Regions from separate parts of the Drosophila melanogaster genome. Here region 2 is linked to region 1. The links are chromatin contacts, called in public Hi-C maps. All regions are on one chromosome and are shown on one strand. The core of a region is the stretch at or near the end of the contact, and the rest is flanking DNA. Distances in the headings are between cores, read along the strand shown. Region 1 holds the start of Tgi (Tondu-domain-containing Growth Inhibitor). Region 2 holds the start of mop (myopic).

The links. Hi-C and Micro-C count contacts between places; a contact is called where the count stands out from the background.
Region 2: a Hi-C map of the Kc167 cell line shows a contact between it and region 1, with 2.3 times the contacts expected there. A contact is called at or near these places in 3 of 107 Hi-C or Micro-C datasets (the Kc167 cell line, cellular blastoderm embryo and wing imaginal disc).

Annotation. Positions count from the first base shown.
Region 1 is chr3L:13,483,525-13,488,215 of dm6, forward strand. Tgi (Tondu-domain-containing Growth Inhibitor) reads left to right here and starts at 3,273. Exons shown (of 4, transcript NM_140401.2): 1 at 3,273-3,483; 2 at 4,039-4,206. The coding sequence starts at 4,146. It overlaps Abp1 (Actin binding protein 1), which reads right to left and starts at 2,756. Exons shown (of 5, transcript NM_140400.2): 1 at 2,079-2,756; 2 at 1,565-2,016; 3 at 1,327-1,503; 4 at 786-1,264; 5 at 9-722. The coding sequence starts at 2,333. The coding sequence ends at 490.
Region 2 is chr3L:14,773,804-14,778,084 of dm6, forward strand. It overlaps mop (myopic), which reads right to left and starts at 2,326. Exons shown (of 9, transcript NM_140465.3): 1 at 2,109-2,326; 2 at 955-1,704; 3 at 1-888. The coding sequence starts at 2,192. bmm (brummer) reads right to left here. Exons shown (of 8, transcript NM_140466.2): 4 at 4,130-4,238; 5 at 3,875-3,963; 6 at 3,536-3,804; 7 at 3,303-3,438; 8 at 2,693-3,182. The coding sequence ends at 3,392.

The DNA.
Region 1 (4,691 bases), core at 2,023-4,522:
TTATCCTTCGGTTGCACAATTATCAAAGTTTATTATCGAAAAGGTTATAAATCTCGATCAATAATACATATACAAAAGAACCCTGGATCGGGAATGGAGCGGGCCTTAAATACTGACTAAGTGGTTACTTTGTATGTATCCTAAGAACATTTTAAAAGGACGCAACACGGCTTCGGCAATCGAGGCCAAACAATGATATAATATGTATACAAATGGGAACAACGTATGATAGGGTTGCATATGTGGCATGGATTATACGTTATATAATAATATGTATGTAGATAAAAAACAGACGCGTGATGTACGATAAAAATCTTATAGTCGCATTTAGTCATCGTTGAATCTCTTCTAGGTGTATCGCATTATTGTTCAAGATTATGGGGTAAAGTGTTTAAGTAGCTATAGTCCGGATCCAAAATATAGTTGCTAGCTGCATTGGTGTAGATATTTAGCAAAAGGGCGTCCCAGCTGCTTGGCACTTGGGTTTCCCTAGTTGATGATCTCGACATAGTTTGCCGGAAACAGTCCATAGGTTCCATCAGGGCCCAGTCCCTGCCACCATCCCTCGTCGATTTGATCGATATGCGTAATGACATCGCCTGGATCGAAAGTGATCTCTGTCTCGTCGGCTGCCTGGTAATCGTATAGAGCTCGTGCCCGTTGTCCCAGATCGCCTAAGGTCTCCTGGCAGATAAAATCGTCCTCGTTTACCAAATCCGTTACTACAAAAAACACTCGTGTTTAAATATAGAACGAACAACGGGTCATAGCTATGGTTTACGTACATGCATTCCTTTCGAGTGTGCTCATGCCGCTCGACTTGACCGATTGCGACTGCTGCACGGTGACTGACACCTTGGTGCGGACCTCCTCTTCCTGTTCCTGGGAAACAGCGGTGTCTGTTTCATTGGAAGAGGTGGTCTCGTCGGGCGACTGAGACTGCAGCGAGTTCGATTTACTATGGGGTGATCGCTTGATAGTCGAGAACTGTTCGCTCTCATGGGCCAGTGGCAAATCGTCTACCGGTTGCGACTCCTCCACCTCCGCTATTGTGGAAACAACCTCGGCAGCCACGGGAGCAGCAGGAGCTATAGCTGGAGCGGGGACTACTGGTTCGGGAGCCTCTACAGGCAACGGTTTGGCAGGGGACGCAGCGCGTGGTGGTGAAGGCACAGGTGCATCTTGAGGCTGGTTTTGGTTGAAAACGTTGATGCGCTGGGCAATCGAGTTGCGAGCTGGTTTGGCCGGCGGTTGCGTATTTAGTCTATGAATCAAAAGAGCAGTTTATTTCTGATACAACAAAATAGGAGAGGGGCAAGGACGCACTTAGACTGAAGTTGTCCCTCGCTCGTGTGCTTTGTAAACATGGCCTTGGCAGCACCCACACGAGAGCCAATCAATTCGCGGGCCTCCTGGTTCCTCGCCTGACGCATGCGCTCCGCATCGGTCAGATTGTTGGCAAATCCTGGTGCAGTTTTCTCAGGGCTCAAAGGTTGCGGTGACCTGTTTGATAAAAAAAGAATTTTTACTACCGAGAAGGTCAAATTCCGATGTTTTTGTTTACGTTTTGATGGGTACGTGGGCCGGCTGGAGCTTGGTGGTGCTTATGACCAACTTCTCCCGCTCCTTGTGCTCCTTCTCCTCGCGACTACGTTGCTCCTGCTCCAACTTTTGAAGCTCAAGCCGCTTGGATTCCTTCTCTGCCTCCTGTCGCAATTTCTCCTCGGCCTCCTCCTTTTTCCAGAAGTCCTGCATAACGCTGGCGTTTAACTCCTTGGTGGGAATGACCCGAGTATAGTTGGTTCCCACCGGCGCCTTCTGCTCCTCCATGGCGCCTCGAGGTTCCTTAAAGCTGTAGGCTGAGCTCACGGTGCTCAGCTTCTTGAGAAGCCGATCCAAGTCAATATCGTCCTCGTTCCGGGCATTGATGGTAAGGTGAGCGCCGGACAGCAAATTACTCACATCACGTATGTGGTTGGCGCAGGTACCCTTGCGTAGAACAGGTGCGCCCTCGCCCTGAATGGGAGCACAGTCAGATTATGCGTAGCTCGATTAGATAAGGGCGCCGTCGGACTCACCTGCCAGTTGATGAGCAAGTACTTGTTGAGGCCCGTTTTGGGGTCTTCGATTCGGACGAAGGCGTACATAATCTTGCCGCTATTTAGGTCTTCGTTTAGCTCATCCACGCCGCCATCGCCGGTGGCCACCACCTTCAGCTCGTTGGTCTGACCCTCGTAGCCAAAGAGGGACCAGTTCGTGTCGCTCTTATCGTCCAGCACATCCTTCCAGGCGGCCACTATTTGCGCCCGATTCTTCTCGAAGCTGACGGCCATAATTCCAGACTGACAACGACCTTGAGCAGCGAGATCTTGGCCAGCTTTCACTGGGTCGCCTTATCGGGGTGCCCTCTTCGTCAAGTGAAAGCCAACGCCTCGCGAAGACTCCAAATTTGCTTGGGTTGTCTTGTCTTAAATTTTAATTAAGTGCAGCCGCCTCACAAAGGCACACAGACGTACACAAACACAAGCAGAACAATGGGATAGTGGGTGATTGATTTTCCAGTATGTGCGAATTTCCAGCGGCTTTCCAAATTCCACTTTTCCACCTTAATCCTTCGAGTTATGCGTGCAGAAATAGGTTTAACTTAACGCTCAAGCAATTGCAACTCCCCAATTAACCAATTTGATTGGAATTTTAAAATATTCGATCGCTGGCGGCGACCCACACACTTTTTTTGCAACAACAAACTAGAGCTGGGACAACAGGCGATGTCTAATCGATACTTTCAATGTTGCCACTGTGCCGCTATCGATGGTTTTTACTTGTAAAATTGAAATTAAATAACAGAGGTTTTAGAACGTATCTAGTAACGTGTACCTCGTCTAATAGGCTTTGATTTACTTTATCGTTTTTCTTATAGGTGTTAGTCGTAAAGTTTCAACTATATATATAAGCATTATCTTCTTTTTTAATAATCACACATACGAACATTTTTCGTTTTTATATTTTATTCAACTTTTTTGTATCTCTATCCAATGGAAAAAACTGGTATATGGTGTTTATTCATATCATAACCTTTATATTTGCTTATAATATACTTTGCAAATACTATTGACAAATAATATGTTTTAGGTTGTTAGGTATGTTTACATTGTTTGTACATTAAGTTTTCTAAAAATGGTTCGAGTCAACGCTAATGTTATATGTGGGCTTAAGTCACCGCTGAACAATATTAGTGTTGGTAAGGCTGAGCAAATATCGATGTGAATACAGACTGATGACTTTGGCCATCGATGTTACATCGACGTATCTTCCAGCTCTAACGCGAACTGAACTATTATTGCAATTATACCAAAAATCATCGAACCCCCGCTTTTCCCAGCGCAAATCGTGAAAAGTCGGTGAAAATTAGCGAGGATAAATCGCCGTACAGCTGAGGAGCAGGATTCCAGCGAGGATTTGAAGGCGCACACCTGGCGAAAGGTAAAGTGGCTCCACTGTTGTGGCCTGATATTTACGTATATTAATGTGGAAACTAGACGTCGGATGCTGGCTGGCTGTATGGTTGGCTGACTGGCTAGCAACAATATGGCTCTGGCTGCTGTACTTTGGTCATTGCCGAAATATTCAACGGAGCAGCCCCCGAACTCTTGGTCTTGGGGCCTCCGAAAAAAACCAGTCCCAAGTGCATCGTGGCCCCTCACCGCCCCGCCACCGTGCATGTCCCCTCATCAGCATCCACTTCCACAGCTTTCCGATCAGATGGCAACTGTTTGGCAGCAGGATTTCGCCTTCGTCTTACTTGTTTCAAGTCAGCCAGTCAGGCAGTCAGTCTTTGTTCGCTTTGGTTTGGTTTTGGCTTTGGTTTTGGTTTTGTTCCATTTACATATATGCCAATGCCAGGCTCGGGCGATATATCCAGTTTTTCACTTGGATATCTCGGTGTATATATTGTAAGGCACACATACGAGAGAGATGTGTGTGCGGCTTAAGTGTGTGTGGTGCGGCTGTTCATGGTCAATTTCTTTGCATTTTCAGTGTGAAACTCATGCGGTGCAGATCGAGTCGGTGCAGGAGCAGCGAAACCAAGTCCAAGTCCAACTCCAAATCCACGTCCAATCCCACGTAGAAGCGTTGAGATCATCATGGAAACGGCGCTGGATGTACTCTCTAGAGCGGCGACCATGGTGCAAAACAATCCCAGCGGTAAGTGAACAAACCGATCCGACCCAGACTTACAGACCAACAAAAAAACACCAACTGGAGCCATTAACCAATTCCGTTTAAAAAGAGTCGACAATTTTTATGATTTCAACTTGGCCAACAACATGCCCTGATGTACTCAACCCAAACGGGGCAGTGGGGGTGGGGGTTATACACAGCTCTTTTATGGCTTTCACCTTTGAGCCAAGAAGACTCGGAAAGTATTTCAACAATGTGTCAGACACAGAAAGAAATGCCCAGTAATATGAACATCTTGCGTCTAAAACATTCATGGGAATGTAAAGCAGTGATTCAAATTAGTAGTAGCTCTTTACAAATTTAAAATAATTTCTGAATGGATTTAATGTGAATGAACTTGGAAAACTCTACAAGTCTGCTAAACTGATAAGTCTTAATAGATGTCAAGATTTTTGCTTACATAAAAACATCATTATATTCTAGACTATCAAAGTCACATTATATAAAGA
Region 2 (4,281 bases), core at 1,076-3,575, 1.3 Mb after region 1:
AAACTGAGCACGTTGCGCCTTCATTTCGTTGACTTTGTTGAGGATGAGCTTCACATCCCTGAAAATTTCGGTGGTATTCAGTTCCGAACTTAGTTTGGGCATCAGTTGCTGAATCTCAGGCAATGGTCTGGCCAGGATCTTTAGATTATTTACGTGCAGGCTCATGGCTTTCCGCAAGGTATTATTGGATTCCCCTGCCCGTGCATGGGCTTCACTGTATTTCTGGAACTCTCGCGATAACTCGGTAATGTGGGCATTTGGTGTTCGTTGAACGCCGGTGGCGGATTGGAACTCTCGCTCCGCTTTGGCTTCTGCCTCCAGCATGCTTGAAATCTCGCCCAGGTTGGTCTCCACATCGGCTGTAATCTCAGCCAGCTGAGACATGGCCTCTACAAGATCGCTGATAGCAGTCTTGTTTGCATTTAAGGCGGCACAGCGATCCACGATGCCCTGGGGCAACTTATTGGCTTGCTCCTCGTTGATATTCAGATTATCCAGGGTGAGGGAGCTCATGTACGACTCCAGTTGGGTGTCCTTCTCCTCCAGCAGAGCTCCGTACTTACGCAAAAGTTTGGCTTTCTCTTCGCTGTACAACGAGCTGGCTTCGTGGGCCTTCATGGGCACTAATCTGGCAAAGATGTCTGGACCCGCGTGCTCCTCGTCGCTTACTTGAAAGCCAATCCCATTGACCAAATTGGCACCTTGGACGGCTGCAATGGTGGACAATTCGGGCACCGCCTCATGGTAAATGAACTCATTTTCGTTTTTGGCATTTTTGCGCTTTGCTTCCACCACATCAGCGGTGAAGCTGAGGGATTCATTGATTTCCCGCTGGTCAGGAAGGCCCTTGGACTCTTTGCGCGCCTCCTCCAGTTTGTCCCAGGAAGCCTGAAAGGAATATAAAGTAAGCATTTAAACCTTTCCTTTAAATAGAGCTCAAAATGTTATAGTTACCTGGTAGAGCGTCACCCTTTCGCCCATCTGACGCTTCTCCTCGGAATGTTGGCCCTGGTATAGGTACAATATGCAGGTGAGATAGTTGATCTTGAAGCGAACGTACTTCTTCCACAGTTTGTACACAGAACTATCGATGACTTGAGCCACTGGACCATCATCTCCTCCCGTAAGAAGAGCAGCCAGTGCAGCTCCATAGTAAACCACAATCTGCGCCGTCACTTTGGCCACAATATGCGGTTTCCTATTGTCGATTAGCGACTTCTCGAGTATGCATTCCTGAGCTTGGGCAAAGCACACCTGTTGCTGAAAGACCAGCAGCTCTGGGGTCATAAAATCCCCTCCGCCATTGACATTGGCATAGCGTTCTCTCAGCTCTCCATAGGCCCAAGCAGCCGCCTGGAAGTGAGTGCAGGCCATCTTCATTCCATCCACATCGCCACGGGTCACCGACGCTCCGGACTGAGTGTGCAATGCGGCAATGTTGAACAGCACCGCAGCCCGTTCGAATCGCAGATCAGTGACCTCGTGAACGGCACTGTGATAGAGATCCTTCCATTTAAAGGTGAAGATTCCGCGATCCGCCAGCTGTGGAAATCGATTCTGAAGGGCGTGTAGCTGGCAATAGTAGCGTTTCATCACCGGCGCTCCATCTTTCGTGGTGTGCATGGCCTGGTTGCGCAAAGTCTCCAGGGCATGGACCTCTTTGGAGTAAGCCTCTGGATCTTCATGATAAAATTCCGCGATGTACTGGAAGTAAAACGTGAAATGTTTTAAGTTGGATTTTTGTTATGGAGTTTAGTGTAGGAAAACAAGAATATATTTTAGGGTAAATGGGTTTTCATGGGGAATTAAGTGCAATAACCCAACAAACTGCCAGTGTTTGCTTATAACTTTTTATTTGTTTGCCAATTTAATCAGATGACGACGATGACTCAGCCGCCAGACAAAGGGGGCTTAAAAGTTGGTGAAAACGGAAAATGCAATGGAGCAAATGGCATGGTGAGAATGGGAATTTCGATTCCAATATGAATCCAATAAGCAACGCATTTTCCCAATTTGACCGATAATTCCGTTTCACCAAGTTGTCTCCTCTTTGTTTTGCTGGCTCTCTTAATTATTTCACTCCCCCTTTCGCACTCTCTTCCTTTTACCTTTTTCAAAGCCGCAAAGGAGGTTCCCTCGGGACTCGATTTTAGGGCGAACCAGAGCATATGCAAACGGGGCACCGCCTCCATGGTGATTAGTTTACTTGTTGCCTGCCCAGTTGGCCTTTTATTTTACACACAATTTAAACTAATTGCTGGCAATTAATTTACCAATATCAAAACAAGATTGTTTTATGAAAAATGTTGCAGTGTGGCCGTTTCAGCTTTCTGGAAATATGCACTAAAAATGGCAGGTGCGTAGGGGGTATTCCATTCATTGGCATCGATACTTTTTAGAACGGTATTCTTTTCCAGAAGTATTAAATTTTTATGCCGATTAAATTTTATAAAGAAAATGAAATTTAAAAAATTTGATATTACGAATGCGAATGTCTAACAATTTATATAAATTGTTATAGATGGATGAAAGAAGTGCACTGCATATATATCACTGTGAACGACAGTTTACATAGTGACGAAGCGCACCATATTTTTGTTTGTTTTTTTTTTTCCTTCCTTGAATTCCCCATTAATCACAATTAGTTATTTTATTAATAGTAAATGCGCAACCAGACATTCTGTAAATATTTGTTGTTTATTTTTTTTATTGTTTATACATTATCAACTTAGGCTAAACACAGATGGGGATTTGGATGTAATACAAGTCGTGTGAGGGTGACTAATAACAAGAATGCAATTATTAGCTAATTGCCGCTTACAAACTGACGATGATACAATGGCAGCATACGGCTAAGTTAAGTTAGGTACATACGTTGGTCGTACTAAGACTAATTTAGACTAATGGAAACGCTACTAGGCTTTTCGCTTTGCTACGAGCCGCTTTGGAGATGTTTCGATACAGTTCCTAAGAGGATTGCCCCCTCCCCATTACTAATTACCCCTCAATTTCTATATACATGTCGCTGCTGTGCGTGGAGGCCGTGGAGCTAAAAGTCTGATCAACCTCGGGATCACTTAGCACACTAGCATCCGACTCGGTCTCCAGGTCCAGGCGGGAGAATTGTGGCGCTGATGTTTTACTATCCTCCACATTTGGTGTATGCGCATCGATGAAGAAGTCTGTGGAGCATGAGAAAGTAAGACAGAGTTTAGTTTAACCATTCATAAGAGCGAACTATATAAAATGAAATTTTGTTATGGGAATATACGGGGGAGTGATTGCAAATTTAGATCATTTACCTGCGCCAACGATTTAAAATTTGGACTTAATGCTTGAGTGGGTGAAGGGTTATGGAGGTGCATTTATAGTCGTTTAGTTTGTAAGTGCTTTAAAAGGCTACGTCGTGTAGTTCAGGAGTCGTGGGCATTACTTGTACTGCAAAAAATGTTTGGTGTTGATTCAAATGATACGATTTCTCTACGTAATGATGTGATTTTTGAATTGAAAGTGCGGTCGTTTCACAAATACCAACCTGATTCGACGCCATTCCATTCGCTGACCACCGTATTGTGGCTGTGCTGGTGGGGATTGGGGTGATCTTCGACAGAGCCTTCGTAGATCTGCAGATCGGTGGCCAGCTTGTCGTGCTCCGTTATTTCGTCAAAGTCAAAGATCTCGGTTACTTTCACCTTGTTCGTGTTGCTGTCAGTATAGTAATAGGCATATAGAGCGTCGTTGTGCGTGGTCATCTTGAGGACATGCTCAAAGTTGTCGACATCGTCCTCTAGCGGTGTGGCTCCACTGAAAACCAAAAGAACGGCACGATTAGTTAAACGCTTCCTTGGAGGATTAATCCTACTGCTTAACTTACCATTCATCCACAAGGATTGAAACACGGGGTCCATATAAGCGGCTGGAATGAAGAAGTCCTGTGGCATCGAAGTGAGGCTGGTCATAGAGCTGCAATAAAAACACATTCGTTAGTATAATTCATTTCATATTCAAATTCATTGCCAGCCGTCAATTCTAAATAAAACAAATTTATGAAAATGTGAGCGACAGCCTTAATGCACTTCAATTGATTACTTAAGCAAATGATCACAAGACAGGTACCTAATTAACTTACCGTGAATTTATTTAGCAGTCGTATCCGCATGGCGTGGTTCAACTGCAAAATTAAGTCCTCCACCATTACTCTGGCCTGCTTGGTAAGTTTGGGCGTCAGTGCTGATATTCTAAATATAGATCAAATAGAAATGATAGTTAAATATGCAATAT